2 separate regions of the Hordeum vulgare genome follow, and region 1 is linked to region 2. Evidence: chromatin contacts called from public Hi-C data. All regions are on one chromosome and are shown on one strand. Each heading gives the region's core, a stretch centred on a gene start, on an enhancer-like site or on the middle of the called end of the contact. The rest is flanking DNA. Distances are from core to core; before and after follow the strand shown. Region 1 has its middle 50 kb from the start of LOC123447044. Region 2 holds the start of LOC123449529 (beta-galactosidase 5).

What was found. Hi-C and Micro-C count contacts between places; a contact is called where the count stands out from the background.
Region 1: a Hi-C map of leaf shows a contact between it and region 2, with 5 times the contacts expected there. The contact joins the enhancer-like site here to the promoter of LOC123449529 in region 2. A contact is called at or near these places in 3 of 6 Hi-C or Micro-C datasets (leaf and seedling) and 1 of 1 datasets of contacts at active chromatin or transcription factors (embryo).

The regions. Positions count from the first base shown.
Region 1 is chr4H:562,151,506-562,154,205 of MorexV3_pseudomolecules_assembly, forward strand. No RefSeq gene overlaps it. Among protein-coding and RNA genes, the nearest start is that of LOC123447044, 50 kb to the right of the region's middle. Within about 2 kb of position 1,391, at least 2 of the 3 cell types and tissues checked have open chromatin away from gene starts, as enhancers often do. A contact at or near this core is called in leaf, where this site is marked.
Region 2 is chr4H:561,914,038-561,916,737 of MorexV3_pseudomolecules_assembly, forward strand. It overlaps LOC123449529 (beta-galactosidase 5), which reads right to left and starts at 1,306. Exons shown (of 19, transcript XM_045126780.1): 1 at 890-1,306; 2 at 375-470; 3 at 163-275. The coding sequence starts at 1,072.

The DNA of each region.
Region 1 (2,700 bases), core at 141-2,640, 240 kb after region 2:
TTGTTTTAGTATGTGCTTTACAAAAAAATCAATATACATTATGTTTTTTTTACCATATATTAAAATATGTTTAGTGTGTATTAAAAAATGTCCATCGTATAATTTAAAAAGTTCAACATATAAACAAAATGTTCATCATATATTACACAGTAATGTTTGGTGTGTATTTATGCAATAATTTTCAGTGTTTAAAAAATATATTTACCGTACACCAGAAAGTTTGTTTGAAAAAATGTTCATATTTTGCAAATATAATTTTAACATTTTATAAATACATGTTCATCATTTTACAATACGTCAGGAACATTATTTTCATGGCAGAAAACATTTTTCGCACAGAATGTACATTTTTTGTATACTCCAGTAATATTTTTTATAAACATTTACAATTTTTAAAAACATGGTGAACATTTTTCGATATACACTGTATTTGTTTTGTGTATATTGTCCTATTCATTACAAACATTTATTCTATAAATATTTAACATTATAAAAATGCCCGATTATTATTTTTCAAACATGTGATTACATTTTTAAAATGCTCAATTAACATTTCTTTTAAACATGCGACCAATTTTTTTGATATAAAATATATTTTTTCTATATTTTTTGCAAAGATAAGAACATTTTCTCTATGGACATTTAACATACTTAAACACATGATCAATATTTTCCATTCACATCATTTTTTGCATATATTTTTAATATAAATAATTTTTTCTATACACATTTAATGTTTTTCAAATATTTCTTTAACATTTTCAAATACTCGATTAATATTATTTCAAATGCTTGATATTTTTTTTAGATACACGATCACCATATTTAATACACACTGTGTATTTTGTTTATACATTTTTCGTAAACATGAGAAACATTTTCTTTATAAACATTTAACATTTTTTAAACACATGATCAACATTTTTTCATACACATTGTTTTTGTTTTGTATATATTTGTTGTATACATGATTGTTTTTCCTATATACACATTCAACATTTTTTACATGGTTGATTAATATTTTTTCAATGCTTGATTAACATTTTTATAAATAAATGGATAAAAAAAATTTAAGAACGTGATCAACATTTTTAATACACATTAATTTGTTTGTATATGCCATTTTGTATATATGAGATTTTATTATCTATACACATTTAACATTTTCCAAATCCTTGGTAGTTCTTTTAAAAATTTCTTTATGTAAAATGTTTTTTGTAATATATATTCGGAATATTTGAAAGTCTAAAAAAACAAAAAATAAATACCAAATAGGGCATAGAAACAGAAAATATACGAGGTAACGACCTATGGCCTCCCGAGCTAGACCGACCCATTGAGTGAGGTGCGTACGCAACGGCAACCGAAGTTAAGCAGGGCGCTGAAGCGTGTAGCTACTACCGGTAAACCCTATTTAACGTCACAGGCGCCGGTTTTAGTTATTCTGCAGCGCACCCCCTCTTCTGCGAGTGGGCAGCCCATCGATCTGTCGTTTGCTTTCTGTTTAAAGAAAGAAAAAGCCGAGATGCGCGCCCGCTAGAGATCCAACTGCATTAACCACATGGAAAATTGACGATTAGTGAATATTTACTTCCGTCCTTGTATATCTACGCATAATGCTCTTTATTTTTTAATGTTTTCCTATTTCTTTTTTTTAATTTTAATTTTTATTTAAATACGTGACCTTCTTTCAACACAACGATTTTTTTTAAAAGGCGAATTTATTTTGCAATTTTGATGATTTTACTTCCAAATTCGAGTGAACATTTTTCTAAATTCAACAAACATTGTTCATATTCCATTAACTTTTTTAAATTCACTGAACCTTCTTTAAAAAATCCGATGAACATTTACAAATTTGATGAACTTTTTCTCAAACTCCATGATTTGTTTTTAAAGAATTGATTACTGTTTTTCAAATTTGATGAACATTTTGTGAAAATCCATGAACTTTTTTGAAAAGATTCAATGAGCATTTTTCAAATTCCATGAACTTTTTTAAAAATCCATGAACTTTTTTTAAAATACGGATGAACTATTTTCAAAATCGATGAACCTTTTTTCAAATCGAATGAACTTTTTTCAAATCCGATGAAATTCGTTGAACTTTTTCAAAAATACCATGAACTTTTTTATAAATTTTGTGAACTTTTATGAAATTTGGTGATCTTTTTTATAAATTCGTGAATTTTTCTTAAAAATCCGTAAAATAAATTAGTTCACAAACATTTTTTTTTTTTGCAATTTCTTTGACTAACTTTGATAGTAAGGAAACTTTTGAGTAAGTAATTTCAATTAAGCAATTTTTGTTCTATTCTATAGGGTTTTCTGTCATTCAAATAAAATATCTTTCCAAACATACACACTGTACTGTTAGAAGGTAAAATATGCTATAAATTTGTCAATTGAGAGAAGATTTGTTCTTTACATCATAGTCAACAAAAAGTTTAAGTCAAATTTGATGAACTCAATTTCTTCATATTAGCAAGTAGATGACTTTCGTTGTTTTTAATTCACAGGGCCATTCCATTGAATTGAATGCTTCACTACTGAAATTCCAGGGCCATTTCGCTTGAAAAAACCATGTTCAAGTAAATGTTAAACGAACGAACGAACGAAACTATCGAAGAAATGAAGGAAACAGTCAAAACAGTCGGCAAACGAAGGAATGAGAGAAACAGTCAAAGGAAGTAAATGGGA
Region 2 (2,700 bases), core at 56-2,555:
ATCGCACGGAAACGGAAGGACACAAGTCAAGTAGACGAACAAAAGCAGATCACACGCATTCACCAAACTGGAAGCAGCAGCAGCACGATGCCAGTAAATAATGCCATTTCTACCGTCGTGGTGGTTTTCGAACAAGTTGCGATGAGGAGTAAATGTGCATACCCGAAATTCCACTCCCCGCAAATGTAGGGACCGATGCGGAGATGTACAAACAGCCCGGCCTTCTGGGCGGTCTTAATGAACTTGACCAAATCGTACCTCCCTTCGAAGTTGTACTGCAGCAAGCGGGAAAATTACCACTGGAATTCCATGTCTCTTGTAACAGCAGCGCACACTGAATGGTAAGTAGGTGGTGATAAGTGTGAGTGTAGTACGCTTCCAGGGGTTGGCTCATGCCCGTTCCAGAAGACGTAGGTCTGGATCACGTCCAGGCCTCCGTCTTTCGCCTTCTGAATCAGCCCTTCCCACATCTGATGTACAGGAGCAGCATCAATGGACGGACGAACAGTCAGTGGTGAGTCAACCAGCCAAAGATTCGGAAACATGTGAACAAAAATCTAGTAACATTGGGCCCAGAAATGCCCCAAAATGGTTGCGGGAGCAGGAAAACCGAGCAGCATTTGGAGAAAATCTAGAAAAGGGGAATCCGCAAGGATAGGGAGATGTCGATGTCTGTCGCTTGAAAACATTGGGCGCAAAGGGGGGAAACGAAACGTACGGGCAAGCAAGCATGGAAGCAAGGAGCGTTTCACTTTTTTCCATGGCAGCTCCACCAAGAAACGCCATTAAACCACCCAGGAAACTCCCGTACGCCCCCTTCCACGGAAAAAAGCAAGAAGAAAAGGAAAAAGGAGACGCTTTCGGAAGGAAGGCGGCCGGGTTGCTTTACCTCGGGGGTGCTCCGGGGGTAATGTATGGATCCGGAGAAGAGGATCCGCCTCTGGCCGTTGATGAGCACCGCCTTCCGGTCGTAGGTGACCGCGCCGTCCACGGCGGCCGCCAGCACGGACCCCGCCGCCGCCGCCGCCACGGCCAGGCACAGCAGGCCCGCAGCCGCCCACCGCCGCGCCATCACAGCAGGGCTGGAGGAGACGGAGGAGGAGGAAGAAGAAGACAGCACGCGAGGACGGGCACACGCAAATGCGCCTGTGCCTTGCGTGGTCTTCACTGGTCTTCCTCCCTCCACTCCACTCCACCACGGACGGACCTCCTTCTCCTTCCCCGTGTTTTGTTGGTGGGTTTCTAGGATTCCTTGGCGAGGTTCTTGGGAGGGGCGTCGGCCAGTGGGTGGGGGCAGCGTCGCGGCTCACTGGAGCTTTTGGCCCATGGTGAGTATTTTATTGTCCCTCAACCACCTTCTCTCTCCTCTCGCTCGCACGCAGAGCGAAACTACTCGGACGGGCCGGGGAGAGAGAGGAGGGAGGGCGTAGGTGTGGGACAGCGGGGAGTAGCGTGGTGGTGGCGGTGGTACGAGCATGGCATGGCAGCTCATCATGCATGGTGGCCTCCCTCCCTGTGACCTAGACAGACGCGGCCAGCTCTGGCATAGCTGAGCCACTGGTAATGGGCTCGTCTTTCCGTCACAGAGCGTAGTACGTGCTTCTGTTTATTATAAAAGGAGCTTCGCGCCTGCTTGTGCTGTTGTGCGTGCTGAAAACATGATTAGTGACAACTAATTCTAAGCATGTATGTATAGCAACACATGATTAGCACTACTGTGCTGCACGCAGGCAGGGCCAACGCCAACACTGGCGCGCGCGGGCTCATGCAGAAGTACAGTGCTTCCTCGTTTATACTCCCTCCGTCTCAAAATAACTGTCTTAACTTTGTACCAGTTCTAGTATAAAATTATACTAAACTTAAGACACTTATTTTAAAACGGAGAAAGTATTATGGACGAGGAAGTAGTAGCTTAGGGGCTAAGCTTTTGCGGTGACGGAGGCCGCCATGCTGATGCTGTGCTGGTCGAGTGTTGGGCGACGGAACCCACCTTCGTTCCGTTCCAACAAAAGAAAGTGGCGAGCGAAAGCACCGGCCTCGCTGCTGCTGCTGCTGCTGCTGCTGCTACATTGGGAGGTCTGGCTGGTTCGTTACTGGCCGTTTTGATGCAAGGTGGACGGGAAAAAAAGAAATGGAGAAAGGGATCTTTCGGTACGGCGCGGCCTCCGGGCAAGGGCACATGGGAAGGCAAGAGAAAGAGAAAGAACGACCATCCATCCTCCAGGCCAAGGCAAGGCGCAAGGCGGCGTCAGCGGACGGGCATACGAGGATTGCATGGATCGGATGGATATGCACACACATGCATTCATTCTCATCGCCAAGATGCACCCGAAACGGCGCGCGCCCGCCCGCCCACGGATCCCCGGCCACTGGCGACAAACACCAGAGAGGACGGATCGCCTTTGCGCAAAGCGAGCCGGATCAAAAGGAGGAAAAAGAGAGGGAGGGATCGGAGGCTGTTCATTTTAGTGGAGGCACGGGCCTGAACCAACCAGCGACCCAAAGGCAATGCGCATTGCGCGGTGCCGCCCTGTCCACCCCGTTACCCATGATCCAGAGTTAATCGCAAAAGACTACCACAATTCGGGCCGTATTCATAAGTTGGTGTCATCTTTTAAATTTTTTCCAAATACGTACCAAGATACATGCCGTATTTTGCAGATCCTATATTTCTACGTATAGATGCTCTTTCTGACACAC